2 separate regions of the Gossypium arboreum genome follow, and region 1 is linked to region 2. The links are chromatin contacts, called in public Hi-C maps. All regions are on one chromosome and are shown on one strand. The core of a region is the stretch at or near the end of the contact, and the rest is flanking DNA. Distances in the headings are between cores, read along the strand shown. Region 1 holds the start of LOC108475880 (GTP-binding protein ERG). Region 2 holds the start of LOC108462547 (phosphoribosylamine--glycine ligase-like).

Region 1 (3,564 bases), core at 412-2,911, 200 kb before region 2:
CAATCAGCAACCTCTCTAGATAATGCAGGATGGTAAGCAAATGGACAGGATGAGTGGAAGCTAGAAATCCTGGAATCAAGCTAAATGAACAACAATGTATTGGGCAGTAAAAGAGATGATAAAAAAATGAATCAAATCAGAAGCACACCAACAATAAGGTTGCTACATGTCCAAGGAGAAAATTAATATAAAAGTAAAAGAAAGTCAAAATATCAGCTGTGTAGTGTATCACTAACTTTGTAAGATGCCTATGGACATCAAAAATAACCATGAGCACATCATAGAGATTAACTGAACTCCAGGCACTCTCGACGCGAGCCTTCATATCTTTGTGAAGATATCCACTTCTATTTAACATTAGTCCAGGGGTATCAAAAAAGCACTGCATAATGTACACACCAGATTAGTAGAATGATCTTCCTACAGGCCACTATAACAATAAAGCAAGAGTAAAAGATGAGTTCCCCACACATGAATTCCCAGGAGGGCGAGAAAGAAACATGGAATCATAACAATCCCATTTTCTGAAATTTAGTATAAAAAACGAGATAGAAAGCCAGTAAAACAGTTAAAAGTAACACAATTGAACAAATATTGGTGTGTCTTGCAGAAAAAAACAGGGTGTACTGTATGTCACAAAGGAGAAGGAAAATTCCAAAAGCAAACAGAGAAGTGAAAGCATAGTAATAGGAATAAACAAAAAAAGGAACATACAATTTGGGTATCCCTTTTAGTCATGACCCCTAAAACTTCATGTGTGGTTGTGTTTGTCTTCCGTGACACAGCAGCAACCTTAGTCCCAACCTTATAAAAAACGCATTGGAGATATTAATTAGTTGTGATATGAATGATGCGCCAGTGGCTAAAGAGAAGGAAATAGAATGAGCTAATGAACAAACCATAAAATTAGTAATGGCTGACTTTCCAGCATTGGGGGCGCCAATTATCCCAACGGAGAGAGACTTCTGGTCCTCTTCCTTGACCTCTTGGTCCTGGTCGGCATCCTCGTCAGGGCCCTCTAAGGCTGCCTCAAGCAAGGCTTTTGCAAGAATCCTTCTCCTGCTCTCCTCTTCCTCTTCCTCTTCTTTAACTTTGCTGTGGCGGAGATCGCCGTTGGAGAATATCCGCTCAACTCGTTGCCTATGGTGGACATGCCAGGTAGGTTGTTGAGGGGTAGTTCTGAGGGTATCGGGGATGGAGAATTGGGCACTGTCAAAGTCAGAGATAGCGCTGTTGTTAGAGTGGGACTCGTCCGAATCATCTTGGCGTTGCTGGGTTTGGGCTGAAAATAAACGATAAAATAGGCGGTGATGATAATGGGGATGATGGTGGAAAGTGTGTAGTTGGCGAGGATAAAGAGAAGTAAGATGTGTGACTGCTGTCAAAGCCTTCTTTGTTGTATTCATTGGATTTCTATTATCTTGGATTTGCTTCCGTTTGTTCTCGGTAAACACACTGCGAGCGTCCTGTAGCTGTAGGGCGAGCGGTTGGGGTGGTGGTGATGATTGCCGAGTGCCGAAGACGAGAAGCGTTTTGGGGTTTTGGGGTTTTAGAAAAACACAAAAGTTTTGGAGTAAAGGCCTCTCAGGAGCCCAATAGCTCAGGTCAGGCCGAGGCAATTGAGGTTTTATTCCCCTATCCTATAAAATGTGTTGTCAAATACTCTATTCATAGGTATCCAAGTCCCATAATGGAAATTTTAGTTCAGATAATTTTAATTTATTGATTTTAGTTAGAATTATATTAGTTCTTAATTTATTTGTGTTGTAATAGTATGATTATACTTTGTGGTTCCTTGGACAGTCCGTTTGTAATAGTTTAATACTTGTGATTATTTAGACTTGTATTTGTAATTGCATTGTACTTGTTACACTTCAAATATATACATGGGATGCAAAATATTTTGGTATAATGACTTACTTGGCCCTTCAATTTTACAGAAAAAGTTATTTTAGCCCTTAATTTAATTTTTCACCTCTTTTAGCCCTTATTTGTGTTGTTTATCAAATCACCGAAAAATGGATAGAAAAGTTAATTAATTACTAACATCGCATACACGTGGTTGCCGTGTTAGTAAAGTTAACATTTATTATATTTTCCATCCATTTTGGGGTGATTTGACAAATACTACATGTTCAAGGCTAAAAGAGACGAAAAAAATAAATGAATGACTAAAATGACTTTTTTGTAAAGTTGGAGGGTAAAATAAGTTATTATGCTAAATCTTTACTTTAAGTGCGAGATTGTTAAGATTTGTCCCATTTTCATTGTAACACCCCAAACCCGGCCCAGACGTTATGACCAGATCCGACATGCCACATCGAAGCGTTCAAAACATTTTATATTGTTGATCCAGAAAAACTTACTCAGTGTTTTAAAAGATAATTTCAGTATAGGTTAAAGTAAATGGAAGCTATGCACCAGGTAGGAAACCGGAAAAGAGGTGGTGAGTCCATCGGACTACTTAAGTACCAAGCTCCCTTCGGATCCAATCCTAGACATGCATACCGCCATTGCCACACCTTAACGTCATGGATATTTCTAGGAAATCGATTTGATTAAGTCATTTTTAGGAAAAATGATTAATTTTGGAAAATACTTTCATTGCGGAAGCTTTGCTTGTTGTCGTGTTATTTTGAAATCAATTGTTGTTTTTGAAAAATCGCCCTAAAGCTATCCAATTTCAACAGTAAAAATAAGTAATACCTATCTTAGTAATACATACTAAAACCATCAAAAATAATTAAGCGGCCTTATTACATTTAAAAACCCAAAACTTCAAACGTAAATAAATGGATGTCCAGTTCACCAGAAGAAAATCAAATTTTCAGAACGGGTGGCCACTCCGAACTCCCTCACAGCTCCAAGCTCACTATGGTTGGAGATTTCCTGCGTGGATAAAAATAAAAGGGGTGAGTTTGGGGAAACTCAGTGTGTAAGAAAAACCCATTCAAAGCCCAAGTCGGCTCCAGCCCATTGGGCCTAAGCCCATTCAGTGTACAGTGGTCTGGGCGAGCCCTTTTGATTACAATAAAGCGGGCCTTAGCCCTTATTCAGATAACAATATGGCCCATAGGCCCATTTTAAAATACATGCAACATCAATAACATATGCAAGCCCATTTGGGAGACTACTCAACCCACCAACCACTACACTCCACCCGTACCAGACCATACACTCCATGTGGGATAGCTCAACCCACCCAAATTTAACACTCCACATTTGACATTCTTTGCTCGTTAACGATAAATTGAGGCAAAGCCTCCAAGTACATGGACAAGCCACTTTCAGTACTTCCTCCGTCAATACCCCAATCTCATGCATCGATAATAACAACATGGCATGCGATAAATAACAACAATCAAACATGCATTTAAGTCAATTTAACCCTAGGGGTATTTGGTAATTTATCTCCTAGGGGTAAAGCGTAAATTTTCCACTTTTAAAGGTATTTCAGTAATTTATCTATTTTAGGGTTTTTCATGCATATTCCTACCTTTCACATACTACAGAATCACGTCGAGGGTTCTTACGTAATACCCTACCCGTATTCATTCTAGGAAT
Region 2 (3,604 bases), core at 538-3,037:
TGAATCAACGGCTTTGTAGGCCTCCTCCAATGTTGTAGCAACAGCAACTCCTTTTCCAGCAGCGAGTCCATCTGCTTTGATAACAATAGGTGCTCCTTGCTCTTTAATATATTGCTTTGCAGCTGATGCATCTGAAAATGTTTGATACTAAACCAAACATTTAAAAGAAATAAGTAACCAAAAGCAATAATGGTAAAATGTTTTTTTGCAAACAAATGAAAGAAACCTTAGCAGTAGAAATCCCATATTTATGACATATAGTCTTCATGAAGTCCTTAGAACCTTCCAAAGCTGCTGCCTCAGCTGAAGGGCCAAAAGTAGGAATTCCAGCCGTTACCAAATCATTGGCAAGACCTGAAACAAGGGGAGCTTCGGGTCCAACAACCACCAAACCAACACCCCATTTGCTGCAAAAAGAAATCACAGCTAAGCTATCAAAGATGTCAAGGTCAGGAATACAGGTTGCATTCCCCGAGGTGGAAATCCCCGCGTTGCCTGGTGCACAGAAGACAGCATCGCAAGACGGCGACCGCTGCAATGCATAGCAAAGAGCGTGTTCTCTTCCGCCTCCACCAATAACTAGAACCACCACTCTCTCCGCTGCAGTAGCCAAAGACAACATATAGTTGAATATTCATAACTCATTTCATATCAATCCTTTCGGTCCTATTGTTTAAATGATAGTTTAATTTTGCCTCCAGTCACTCCCATTTAAAAAATAGAGTTAAATTGATAATACATCATAACGGTCAAATTAACGGTGTCAACCAATGTTTTTGAAATCGGATAGATAAATCAAATCAGTCGAGACAACCCCAAGAAAAAAGTATCACACAAGAGTCCCATCTTTTTCTTTGGCTTACCATGAAAATAAAAAAGGAAAAAAAAAGATGAACCACAAACAAGAATAATAGAGAAAATGGAGGAAAGGGTAATCATAAAAATAGAAAAATAAACGAAAAGGGGGTGTTGCAGAGTCATACTGTTATTGCCATATGTATCAACTGAAACGGAGAGCTCTGATGTCTGAGAAAAGCATGTGAAAGTAGTAGAGGACCATCGTGAGCTATGATGATTGATGCTTAAGCTAAGAGTTCCCACACAGGAAGAGGAACTACCAAGCACCAAACTTGATGGTAAAGCGGAAGAATGAAATTGAGAAGCAAAGATGCCGCTAAACCTGTTGTTGGTAACAAGCTTTGGATAAGGAGGGAGTCTAAGGGTAGTAAAGGCCATACTTTTTCTTCTTCAAGTTCTTCTCTGCAATATGGAAACAAACAACACCTGGTGCTGGCGGGTTTTATTGTCATTTATTGAGAAAGAAAAATACAAGCACAAGTATACAATTATAAAAATATAAATGAGTAACTACAAATCACAACATATAAACATCAATTCAAATCGTAATTTTGTATTCAATATACGTAAGATATTAGTAAGCATTACGGGGCAAAAGAGTGACATCTCTTTCTTTTTGTTTTCTATACTAATATAAAGCAATGGGTATTATTAATCAAATGAAACAGTGAAATAGAATAGAATAGTAAGTAAAACAACAGATATTTGTGGGAGAGAAGACCTTACAAGTGAGACCAAGCCAACAGAGAAGCTTGAGATAGCAGCAGATAAGTTAGAAGTGAAAGTGAAAGGCAGCAAAAGTTTTTAAATTTGGGTATGAGTGATGATGATGCAGTTTATATTGCGTGTGAAAAAAGTGAGGAGTGGAGATGAATATAGATAACTGTGCAGGAGACGAAAGTTACAAGTAAAGGATAAATAAAAAAGGTGTGCTAATTCTGCTCCTATACTATGTGCTGCTCTCTGTTTTGCATTTGACATGGTAATGTCTGAAAGTGGATTTGGATTTGGATTTTTTCCACCAATATCAACTCTTGTTTTCCCTTTCTTTTTCACCCCAATAAAGTAAAATGCCCCCACAATCATTTAAGGTTTGTGTATCTGTGTAGTTCATTTAATTATTTAGTGTTTATACCAAGTTTAGTTGAGATGAATGGAATAAAATTATAATCAGTAATTCAATTGTTTGATTTAATAGAATTAAATAAAATTGTAATTGTATTTTCATGTTTAGTTTAATGGAATAGATGTTGTAACAACATAAGAAAAAATATTTAAATGTCCAAAGTACCCTTAGCAAAATTCTTTTAAGATAGATAATTATTATTATTAAATTTTAATAAAATTATTATTAATTATAATTTAATAAAATAATAATAAATAATTTAATAACGTTCTTAATATAATTATTATTAAAATATAAATTAATAATATAAAAATAATATATAACCTACTTTATTGAAACAAAAATACATTACTTTAAAAGTAATAATGCCTTCAATATTGCACAAAAATTATATAATAGGCTGTAAGGAAAAAAATTAAAAATATACTATGAAAATTGCATGAAATTGTATTTACATATTATATTTACATCTTGCGTTTTAAAAATATCCATCGCAAGCATCACATTGCAAATAAGTTGATGAGGTTTTAGCTTTAGAACCATTCCAGTCTTGTTAAAGAGTATAAGCATGACATTCACAAATAAACAACCATTCTGTTAGCTACAACCAAACATATTAGTCAATATCCAAAAATTTACAAGTGAACATCTTCGGAATGAAATGAGAACCCAAAACAACACTTAGAAACATTTCTTGCTAAAACGCTTTAATTGGGTGTAACTTTCATGTAACGGTATTTATACCCATTCTATATTATTTATTATTCATTTTTTCACGTTCAGGTAACCCCTTCAATGTCGCAATCCACCATTTTAGCATGTTGGTGCTTGATGATTTGAAGCCACGTCCAGCATTCCATGTTAACCTTTTAAAGAAAAATGCAAGAGCTCAGGTGGTACCAAACTTGGAACCCCCCTTCTCGAAATCGATCAAGATGGTCAACCTAAGGTGGATCTTAAAGCTGTCTTGATCAAAAGAAACAATCTAGTTGTTACTCAGTGGTTGGTGGAATGGTCAAATTTGGGTCTAGACGAAGCTACATGGAATGATTTCTTCTTTTAATCTTTGGGGACAAGGAACAACAGGGAATGAAGGTAATGTTATGAAAAAGACAACTGGAAAGGGTAATACGATCAATTTCTATGGAAGGGCACAGGTAGAGGAAACACGTGGCGTAAGCTATGATGATGAAGGATGAGAAGAAATCTAATAAAATAAGAATTTTATATTGTTGAAACCACCTTGTCCTTTTGTTCAGAGGTCCTATTCTTTTGATTACATAACAATCTCCATTTTTTCCCTTCTTTTTTCTTTGCCAAAATTTTAACCCGATTCGATTCTCAACGGTTCATTTATTTTCAGATTTTATGGAGGTGATTGGACCACCAAACCTACCAAATCCTCATCCAACCAATTCCAAATTGATTTCTAATGCCACAAGCCAAACTTGGTTGGATGTTATTATAACAATCACAGGGGAAAAAGTCCATGGTCCTAATTTGAATCCTGAATTTAAAGACGATGACATGAACTTAGTAAAGCATCTCACAAATAAGTATACATAAAATGTTATAGTAATTAAGATGATTGTCTTCAAAGGAAAAAACAAAAAAAAAAAA

The links. Hi-C and Micro-C count contacts between places; a contact is called where the count stands out from the background.
Region 1: a contact with region 2 is called in a Hi-C map of leaf, with 3 times the contacts expected there. The contact joins the promoter of LOC108475880 here to the promoter of LOC108462547 in region 2. A contact is called at or near these places in 2 of 5 Hi-C or Micro-C datasets (both in leaf).

Annotation. Positions count from the first base shown.
Region 1 is chr2:107,600,067-107,603,630 of ASM2569848v2, reverse strand. LOC108475880 (GTP-binding protein ERG) reads right to left here and starts at 1,661. Exons shown (of 8, transcript XM_017777876.2): 1 at 900-1,661; 2 at 715-804; 3 at 237-382. The coding sequence starts at 1,406.
Region 2 is chr2:107,397,949-107,401,552 of ASM2569848v2, reverse strand. It overlaps LOC108462547 (phosphoribosylamine--glycine ligase-like), which reads right to left and starts at 1,787. Exons shown (of 5, transcript XM_017762749.2): 1 at 1,585-1,787; 2 at 984-1,260; 3 at 227-600; 4 at 1-147. The coding sequence starts at 1,236. It overlaps LOC108456590 (shaggy-related protein kinase kappa), which reads right to left. Exons shown (of 13, transcript XM_053025132.1): 13 at 3,484-3,604.